2 separate regions of the Macaca mulatta genome follow, and region 1 is linked to region 2. The links are chromatin contacts, called in public Hi-C maps. All regions are on one chromosome and are shown on one strand. The core of a region is the stretch at or near the end of the contact, and the rest is flanking DNA. Distances in the headings are between cores, read along the strand shown.

The links. Hi-C and Micro-C count contacts between places; a contact is called where the count stands out from the background.
Region 1: a Hi-C map of liver shows a contact between it and region 2, with 6 times the contacts expected there. The contact joins the promoter of ZNF768 here to the promoter of DCTPP1 in region 2. A contact is called at or near these places in 6 of 14 Hi-C or Micro-C datasets (CD4 T cells, blood, cortical neurons and 3 more).

What each region holds. Positions count from the first base shown.
Region 1 is chr20:29,145,243-29,150,586 of T2T-MMU8v2.0, forward strand. It overlaps ZNF768 (zinc finger protein 768), which reads right to left and starts at 2,016. Exons shown (of 2, transcript XM_077985816.1): 1 at 1,155-2,016. ZNF747 (zinc finger protein 747) reads right to left here and starts at 3,720. Exons shown (of 4, transcript XM_028841562.2): 1 at 3,322-3,720; 2 at 3,068-3,181; 3 at 1,500-2,019; 4 at 1,136-1,498. The coding sequence starts at 3,517. The coding sequence ends at 1,375.
Region 2 is chr20:29,031,439-29,036,563 of T2T-MMU8v2.0, forward strand. DCTPP1 (dCTP pyrophosphatase 1) reads right to left here and starts at 2,384. Exons shown (of 3, transcript NM_001194491.2): 1 at 2,196-2,384; 2 at 1,368-1,478. The coding sequence starts at 2,296. LOC144337986 (a long non-coding RNA gene) reads left to right here. Exons shown (of 2, transcript XR_013411693.1): 2 at 1,058-3,428.

The DNA.
Region 1 (5,344 bases), core at 766-3,265, 110 kb after region 2:
CCTGTAATCCCAGCACTTTGGGAGGCCGAGATGGGCGGATCACGAGTTCAGGAGATCGAGACCATCCTGGCTAACCCGGTGAAACCCCGTCTCTACTAAAAAATACAAAAAAAAATTAGCCGGGCGAGGTGGCGGGCGCCTGTAGTCCCAGCTACTCGGGAGGCTGAGGCAGGAGAATGGCGTGAACCCGGGAGGCGGGGCTTGCAGTGAGCTGAGATCTGGCCACTGCACTCCAGCCTGGGCAACAGAGCTAGACTCCGTCTCAAAAAAAAAAAAAAAAAAAAAAAAAAAAAAAAAAAAAAAAAAACACTGCCTGGGCCCAAATCAATACAGCAACTGCAGGCCAGATCCAGTACAGGGCCACTGGTTTTTTAAGTTGTGCAGCAAAAAGACAATGGAGGCCAGTGCGGTGGCTCCCCTGTAATCCCAGCACTTTGGGAGGCCAAGGTGGGCAAATTGCTTGAACCCAGGAGTTTGAGACCAGCCTGATCAACATAGTGGGAACCCCATCTCTGCAAAAAAAACTAAAACTTAGCCAGGCGTAGTGTAGCCCACCTGTAGTCTCAGCCATCTGAGAGGCTGGGGCAGGAGGATTCCTTGAGCCCAGAAGGTCTAGGCTGCAGTGAGCCCAGTTCACACCACTGCATTCCAGCCTGGGTGATGAGCAAGATGCTGTCTTAAAAATATGTAAATAAATAAACAGACAATGGGTATTGTGCTGTGGGAGGGTCAAAGAATAAAAAAGAAAAGGCCAGGTGAGGTGGCTTACGCCTGTAATCCCAGCACTTTGGGAGGCAGAGGTGGGTGGATCACCTGAGGGCAGGAATTCGAGACCAGCCTAGCCAACATGGTGAAACCCCATCTCTACTAAAAACACAAAAATTAGCCAGGCATAGTGTGCCTGTAATTCCAGCTACTCAGGTGGCTGAGGCAGGAGAATCGATTGAATCCAGGAGGCGGACATTGCAGTGAGCGAAGATTGCACCATTGCACTTCCAGCCTGGGCAACAAGAGCAAAACTCCATCTCAAAAAATTAAAAAAGTAAAAAGAAAAAACAGAGAAAACAAGGTTCTCCTCTACCTCAATCCTCTTAGCACCTTTGGGAGGAGAAACAGCTTTTGCTTCCCGGTATGGAGGTCTGGGGGGTTCTCACCTCAGCCCTGCCTCAGCAAAGGTGGCCTTGGAGAGCCCAGGGCAGCAGGGAGCAAGGTGCTGGCAGAAGAGGCTGTTGAGTGCCCACGTTCAGAATGTCCACACCCCAGGCCAGCTCTTGCCGTGGATTCTGGGACCTCCCTGCAGGCCGCTGCAGAGGTTCGGGCCCCTGAGCCCATCTCGGGCCTCCCGCAATGTCTAGATAGTCACTTTTGAGGCCTTCATCCACATTCCTGGAATATCTCTGGGTACAGCTGGAAGCCCACGGGTGGGTCCAGGTCCCCGCGGCCAGGGATCAGGGTCACAGACAGCCCCCCAGGGCGCCGGCCCCTGCGCCCCTCGCCGATGGACCCACTGGTGCTTGGCCATGCCAGTCTTCAGGCCGAAGCAGCGGCCACACTGTGGGCACCGGTAGGGCTTCTCGCCGGTGTGGACGCGCAGGTGCGAAGTCAGAGCCGTGCGGCGCATGAAGGCCCTGCCACACTCGGAACAGCGGTGGGGCCGCTCCCCACGATGGATGGCCCGGTGTTTGCTCAGGGAGGAAGCATGGCCAAAGCCCTTGCCACAGTCTGCGCAGTAGAAGGGCTTCTCGCCCCTGTGGCTGTAGATGTGCTCCACCAGCGTGGAGCGCCAGGCGAAGCTCTTCCCGCACACGTAGCAGCCGTGACGCTGGTCCGCTCGGGGGACAAGGGGGTGGACAAAAAAGCGGGGGCGACTCCGGCGCCGCGCCTTGGACAGCTGCTCCAACCTGGTAAAGGGGGCTTGGGGAACCTTCAGCCCAGGAGACCCGGCGGTCACAGGGACAGGCTTCTCCAGGGCTCCCATCCCTTCCCTTTGTCTTTCCTCTTCCTCGTTTCTGGAATCTGCTGGGAGATAAAGACAAGAGAGTTCAGGCTCGGCTCATCCTGGTCCTTGAATCCCACAGCCCGCGTGGACAGGGACAGGCCTGCTGGACCCCCGGCTGCCCCTGGGAGATAGAGCAGTGACACCTGTTCCTCGGCTGCTGAGCCAGACAGAGCCAGGAGGGAGAAACAGTCCATTCCGCCTCGGGACTGGGGAAATGTCACCGCATGGAAGGGCAGAGATGACATGAACATCTGGGCCTGATCCAGAAGGAGGAGCGGACACCTGGCGATATTCTAGGCAGAAGGAACAGCACCAAGAAAGGCAGAACCAGGCGGGCATGGCCAAGTTCAGTGGGGCTGGATACTCTGCAAAGGCTGAGGCAAGAACTTAAGGAAGGAAATGGGAGGGCGGGGTGGGGGGCGCCTAGGGGGCATAGGAACCATCCTGCAGGAAAACGACTGGGGCGGGGGTCATGATGTGGAGGTAGAGCCAACGGAACTTAGAGGCCAGGCGCGGTGGCTCATGACTGTGATCCCAGTGCTTTGGGAGGCCGAGATAGAGGATGGCTAGAGTTCGAGACCAGCCCGGGCAACACACCAGGACCTCCACCTCTTTAAAAAAAATTTTTAATTAAAAAAAAAAAAAAACAGCCAGGCGTGGTGCCTAGTGCCTTTACAGTCTTAGGTACTCTGGAGGCCCAGGCGGGAGGATTGCTTGATCCGATTGCTTGAGCCCGGGAGTTCGAGGCTGCAGTGAGCTATGATGGCACCACTGCACCTCAGTCTGGGCAACAGAGACCCTATCTCTAAAGCAAAACAAAAAAGCCCCCAGAGTGTAGTGACCACGCAGAGGTGAGGACTTAGAGGCGGGTATGGCAGGGCCAGAGCCCCCATCACAGCCCCTTTCTAGGCTGCATCCGGGGCCAAGGCAAGGTCTCACCCTGCTGGCCGTAGTTGAGAAGGCAGTTCAGAGAGGAAACTGCTAAGCAGGTAGCTGGAGGTGGCAGAGGAAACCGGGATGGGACAGGAACAGAGAAGTCCCCATGGGACTTAGCACCCGATACTCCACCTGGGTCCGTTTCTGTCGGACACTTCGTCACCTCCGGATCCCGGGCAGCTGGATCCCATAGTTCGGCCTCCTCCTCCACCCAGGAGATGAGCGCCGGCTTGCTGCCTCCGACTCCTGGGGGAGAAGAACGCAAACCCCACGCTGTGGGGAGGCCGCCTGCCCGGCCCCGGGACCCCCAACTCCACGCGCAGCTCCCAGAGGCGCGGCAGGGCGTGTGGGGGCGCAGGGCCCAGGTGAGCAGGTGGGGCTCTCACCGAGCGCGCCCAGGTGGCCGTAGGTCTCCCGCATCACGTCCCGGTACAGGGCCCTCTGCGCGGGTCGCAGGCAGCCCCACTCCTCCCGAGAGAAGTACACGGCCACGTCGGCGAAGCTCACGGTCCTGGGCTTTCTCCACTCGGGTACTGCCCCGTTTGGATCCCGAGAAGGGAGCGGGGCCAGAGGCGGCGCCATGGGGACTGTCAGCCCCAGCGACGAATCGGTCACCTCCCCTGGCCGGGCCTGGGCATACGGAACCTCCCGCGCCCGAGAACACCTCCCCGGCCCAGTCCCAAGGGAAGGAGGGAGGTCACTATAACCCCCGAGGGCCCACTAGAGGGGATGGAAACTAAGGGCCGATGGCTGCGAGTCCATAGTCAGAACTGGACTATTTCTTCAAAAAAAACTGCGGCTGCGCGACCTCTCGACCTTTGCCCCTGCGCAATTGTACCCAGGACGGCGCCCCCCGCCCCCACCCCCAGGCAGCGGTCTCTCCGTGCCCTAATCAAAAATGGCCGTTGCGGCTACAGGCGCCGGCCTTGAAAACCAACCGAGTATGCTCTGGCCCCGCCCGGTGAGGCCGCACAGCTCAGAGCTCAGCCCGGGTTTGCAGAAACAAAGGAGCCTCCCACGGAAGGGAACCGTCGTGAACTCAGAAGTTAGTTTTCGTCCCTGGACCTTTTTAGAATCGGGCTCCAGCCCATCACCCTCTCGTTTTGTCCTCAGGAACGGCGGCAGCAGTCTCTTCCCAATGTTGAGAGCAAAAAGTGTGAACCCAGAAATTCCGAGATAGATCTCAATTTCTTGCCAAGGTTGACGACACGCGCGTGACAGCCTCAGGAAGTCCTCACGACATGTGCCCAAGGTGGTCGGGACACAGCTTAGTTTTATACATTTTATGGAGACATGAGACATCAATCAGTGTATGTAAGTACATTGGTTCTGTCTGGAAAGGCGGGACAACTTGAAGCAAAGGCAGGAAGACTCGAAGCAGGGAGGGGCTTCCAGGAAACTGAAGGTGAGGCACAAACGGTTGCATTCTTTGGAGTTTCTGATTAGCGTTTCCAGAGGATGCAATCAGATATCCATCTATGTCAGCCAGCAAAGGGGTGACTTTGAATAGAATGGGAGGCAGGTTGGCCCTAAGCAGTTCCCAGCTTGACTTTTACCTTTAGGGTAGTGATTTGGGGGCCCCAAGATTTATTTTCCTTTCACAAAAGCCATGGAGTGGATACAGGAGACCCTCCTCTATGGTAGGCTTGTTGGAGCTTGAAATCCTTGGAGCTTCTAGATGGCGGAAGCAGCCAGGAGAGTAGGGTAAGGTTGAGAAGGTCAGAGGGTCCTCTCTTCTAGGAGTTTCTCCCATGTGCTGTGCAGGACGCCTCCCGACCGCCGGTCTCCCTCTAGCTGCAGCCAGGCTCTCGGCTCCCCTCAGGTCCTGCCCCTACGCGGATGGCCCAAGACTCCTCCGCTCAAAACCAGCTCATCCCTTTCTTACCCCAACCTGCTTCCCCTGGGATCTTTATGTCAGTAAATGTCGCCAGCTCTCCCACCAGACCTCCGTCTCACACTTCCTGATGGCCTACTCTGTGCTCCACCTGACTTCATACATGTCCTGTGTACTGGAGTCAGAGTAATCTCCAAGGCGTCTTTTAGCTCTTAGTGGGCTCTTCAGTTGAATCTAGGCCTAGATTGAGAATCATCTGTAATCCTATCTACTGGGAGGTCGAGGCACAAGCATCTCTTGAGTCCAAGAGAATGAGATCCGCCTGCTCAACTTAGGAGACCCTGTCTCAAAAATAAATAAGAAAAAAGGAAAGAATACAAATTGTATCTGTTTTACATGTACTCAGGGATCTTCGCAAGACAGAGCAGTCAGAAAAAATGGCTGAAGCCAAGTTTTGCTTTTATATTTCTTTTTTTCTCTTTCTTTTTTTTTTTCAGAGACAAGTGAACATTTATTTTTATGGCTTTCTTCCTATGTGTATTTCAAGTCTTTTTCAAAACAAGGCCCCAGGACTC
Region 2 (5,125 bases), core at 1,134-3,633:
GCCTTGTTCCAGGCCATATCTCGATTCTAGAAGACCTAGCACATAGGTGATGTTCATACATCTGTCATGAGGTCATGTGCAGTGGTTCAACCTGTAACCCCAGTGCTGTGGGAGGGTGAGGCAAGTGAATCACTTGAGACTAGGAGTTTGAGACCAGCCTGGGCAACAACAGCGAGATATCCCACCTCTATAAAAAATAAAAATTAGCCAGGCTGGGTAGTGGCGCACGCCTGTAGATCCAGCTACTCGGAAGGCTGAGGTAGGAGGATCGTTTGAGCTCCTTGGGCTGCAGTGAGCTATGATCACATCACTACACTCCAGCCTCGGCAACAAAGTGAGACCCTTTCTCTTAAAAAAATGACTGTCCTGGTCTAGGGCTCATCGCCTCTTGCCTGGTCTAGGTGTACCCTGCCCCATTCTCTCAGTGATCCATCCAATCCATCCTGTAGACACAGTGATCTTTCCAACACTCACCTCTGGTCAGGTCTTCTGTCCAAACTCTCCATCACGCTCTAGCCCTAATCCTATCTTCATGGGTTCATCTCCCACCCCTCTCCTCCACAGCCCTATCACTCATCCAACACATGCCTGTTGAGTGCCTACTATGCACTGGGCACTTGGGACACATCAGAAAAAACAGACCCCAAATCCCTGATTTTTCCCAAGAAGATTACACTGAAGGAGCGTCAGATTCTCCCTGAATTGAACTTACCCTATCTTGCCTCACTGCCCCTGCAAATGTATTTCCCATGTCTGGAATGCCACAGGCAGGTCCTCTACGGAATACCTTCCTTTCAGCCCCAGAGGCAGAGGAAAAGGGTTGTTGGGCCGGGCGTGGTGGCTCACCCTTGTAATCCCAGCACTTTGGGAGATCAAGGCAGGTGGATCACCTGAGGTCAGGAGTTCGAGACTAGCCTGACCAATACGGTGGAACCACTAAAAATACAAAAATTAGCCAGGCGTCTGTAGTCCCAGCTACTCAGGAGGCTGAGGCAGAATTGTTTAAACCCGGGAGATCGATGTTGCAGTGAGCCGAGATCAAGCCACTGCACTCCAGCCTGGGCGACAGAGACTCTGTCTCAAAAAAAAAAAAAAAAAAAAAAAAAAAAAGGAAAAGGGTTGTTGCCACTACTTCTTCCTAGATGGGACCTACCCTGCTGCTTTCACACCTCACACCTCTGTCTTCCAGGAGGCTGGGTGCCCCTAGAGGGCAGGGACCCGTGAGTCCTTTCTGCATCCCCGACAACAGCAAAGAGCCTTGCAATGAGGAGAGGAAATTGAACCCATGAATGTTTGAAGACCAAATAAATGCTCCCCTCCCCTCCCCCACAACTCAGACTCTACCAGGAAGCTTTCCATCTACTTACAAGAGTTCTGCGAGCTCCCCCACTTCCCCGACCAAGGCCAGGAGGAGGTTCCGAGGCTGATGGAACTGTTCCCAGTCTCGTTCTGCAGCAAACTCGGCATGGAGGCGGCGACTGAAACAGGACAAAGGCGTGTAAGTCCAAGTCTCAGGGTTAGAGAGTGAAGCAGGGCCCAGAGGCAGCTACCCCAGTAGTATGTAACGGGGGCCTGGGACCAGGAGATTCTGCAACTAATTCATTGGATGGTATTGTGCAGGTCATTTCCTCTTTCCGGAACTTGGTTCCCTCATCTATAAAATGGGCGTGCCCCTGAGCTGCCCTTAACATCTTGCCAAATGTAACAAAACCCTCTTCATTATTCCATCTCCTGCTGCTACTTCTGCAGTTTCTTTCCTCCACCTGGAATCGCCGCACATCAAAATCCAATTTCTCTTACAGAAGGCAGTTCCACAGGCCCTTCCTCTAAGAAGCTTTTCTTGACCTCCTCCAGCAAGAAATAACCTCTCCCACCTCTCAGCACACCATTTGCCCCTCTCGTACGCCCTGCGCCTGGAGAGCAGAGGCGGTATCTGGTGCCGGTATCTGCCCAGGGCTAGGCTGAAGGGCGTTCCTAGTGATCACTCGGGGCCACGACCCAATTTCCCTTCTCTCAGGTGTGCACCGCTGCGCCCATTTTGCAGATGAGGCAAGAAGGCTCGCCCAGGGACAGCCCGCAGAGCCAGGACCCGAGCCCCGCTGCCAGCCCGCTTCCCGACCACATGCAGGAACCCTCCCCAAAACGCGGGAGAAAGGGGAGACTTCCCCACCCCGAGCTGGGCCAGGCCTGCTTACATGTCCTCAAGCGTGGGCTCCGGGCTGAAGCTGAACCGGCCGGGAGCAGCAGTGTCCTCTCCCGCCGTGTCTCCACGAATCTCCCCACCGGCCACAGACATGCCGCCCACCCGCTGCAGCCGCGACTGCACGGAAACCCACGCGCCACGCTGGAAGCCCCGCCTCCAGAGCTCTGACCAATTACGGGCGTTCTCTTTTGCCTCACGGGGCGGAGCCTGAGTAAAGAGACCAGTGACTTTTGTGGAGTTTGCTACAGCCCGCCCCTTCCCTCACTGGACCAATCTGAGGGAGCTTCAAGCGCGCGCTCTAGTCTTAGGCCCTGGAATTCTTCCGCTAGGCCCTGCGTCTTAAAGGTATAGGTACCAATTCGACTCGGGGAAGAGACGAAGAGCAGAGGACGCGGGAAGCGCAGGCGCGTCACTTCTTTTATGGGCTCCAGAGGGCGCCAAAGCGAAATGGCGGCAGAAGAGGGCCTGCCAGGTGGAAAACCCTATAAATGAAAGGTCCTATGCATAGATATTAAATCTCTCAGGGCTTAAGGACATTGAGAACCTTCGAGGCCAACCCCCCCACTATTTGGATGGGATTGAAGGGGAAGAGTGGAGTAAGATCAGGCCACAGTAGGACTTCAGCTCCCTGCCATCGCTGTGTCCTGTGGTTGAAACGATGGAGGGCGCCCCATTCCTGTCCTAAGGAAAGTAATAGGCCCCAGCGCAGAGTACATTGCCCTGAAACACGTGGCCTGTTATGGTCTGGCCTGTGCCGTCCTCTCCAGCCTCATGGGTCCCGAGCACCTCCTCCACCCCACACACTGGAACTCCAGGCTCACTCACACCTGGGAATATGCGAGGTGGCGAGTCACAGAGTTGCTGCTTTCAAATCAGAACCACTGAATTATTGGCCATGGGAGAAGCAGAGATCTTTATGAAACCCTAGAACAGGTGTAGTCTTGTAAAGAATGATTTATTATTGTACCCTTATTAGGGCTACTATCTCTGATTTCCACATGTTTAAAGAGGCTTCCAGCTTGGTGGAAGTGAAAGCGTAAGAAAGTGCAGGAAAAGGCAGAGTCAGATTTTGGAAATTAAAATCCCAAGGCTGTGACAATTGCAATTCTACGTATATGCCCTAGAGAAACTAATGAATATGTGCAGAGAGACACATGCAAGAAGTTCATTACAGTTTTGTTTCTAAGAGTGAAAACAATTGAAAATAAAATGACTATCAACGGAAGAATGGGTACATGGAGGTATATTTATACAAATGATATTATCCAGCAGCCAAAATTGGATACATGCAACAGAAACAAGTTTAAACTGATTTTAGCGAGAAAAAAAAATCTATTATTTTTATTTTTTTAAGTTTTTGTAGAGACAGGGTTTCACCATGTTGCCTAGGCCGGTCTTGAACCAGGACTGCTGGATTGGGCTCTAGCAATCCTCCTGCTTCGGCCTCCCGAAGAGCTGGAATTACAGGCATGAGCCACCCCCACCGGCCAAAAGGAATTTATTTTAAGGATACAAGAGTGTCTTTAGAATACAGTGAGACCTCAGGAATGAACTGGAACTGGGGTAGCTGTTTTAAGCATTTTACATATTTATCCTCATAGCAACTGATTTAATCCTCACAACAACCCGATATGGTAGGTAATATTGTTGTCATCCCCATTTTAAAGATAAGGAAACTGAGAGGTTAAATAACTTGACAGCTAGTAAAGTGGTAGAGCCGGCGTCAAATCCAGGCAGTTTGGCTTCACAGTCTGTTGTTAGATGCTATGATGTATTGCCTGAAATGGCGATAAATATTATGAAAAAAAAATGTGACTGTATTTTAAATACTATGAAAGGCTGGGCATAGTGGCTCACGTTTGTAATCCTAGCACTTTGGGAGGGCAAGGTGGGTGGATCACTTGAGGTCAGGAGTTTGTCAAGACCAGCCTGGGCAATATGGTGAAACCCTGTCTCTATTAAAAACACAAACTTAGCTGAGTGTGGTGGTGCACGCCTGTAGTCCCAGCTACTCGGGACTGAGAGGCATGAGAATCGCTTGAACCTGAGAGATGGAGGTTGCAGTGAGCCGAGATTGTGCCACTGTTCTCTAGCCTGGGTGACAAAGCAAGACCCTGTCTCAAAAAAAAAAAAAAATCTGGGCATGGTGGTGCACACCTGTGGTCCCAGCTACTTGGGAGGCTAAGGTGGGAGGATCACCTGAGTCTAGGAAGGTCAAGCCTGCAGTAAGACATGATTACGTCACTGCTCTGCAGCCTGGGCAACAGAGTGAGACCTTGTCTCAATAAATATTTACATACATACTATGAAAAGTGACTGGGGGCATGTTTAGATTGCATAGTCCAGGAAGATATATAGTAAGCACTGTAGGTTACCTACTTAATTGCTCTTTTTCCTCTTCTCCAGTCTTTTTTTTTTTTTTTTTTTTTTTGAGACGGAGTCTCGCTCTGTAGCCCAGGCTGGAGTGCAGTGGCCGGATCTCAGCTCACTGCAAGCTCCGCCTCCCGAGTTCACGCCATTCTCCGGCCTCAGCCTCCCGAGTAGCTGGGACTACAGGCGCTGCCACCTCGCCCGGCTATTTTTTGTATTTCTTAGTAGAGACGGGGTTTCACCGTGTTAGCCAGAATGGTCTCGATCTCCTGACCTCGTGATCCGCCCATCTCGGCCTCCCAAAGTGCTGGGATTACAGGCTTGAGCCACCGCGCCCGGCCAGTCTTTTTTTTTTTTTTTTTTTTTGAGGAAGAGACAGGGTCTGGCTCTGTTGTCCAGGCTAGAGTGCAGTGGCATAATCACAGCTCACTTGTGTAAAGACTACAGGTGAGCATCACCATGCCTGGCTCCTCTTCTATTCTTGCAGATTTTTTTTTTTTTTTAGGAGTCTCACTCTGTCACCCAGGCTGGAGTGCTGTGGTGTGATCTCTG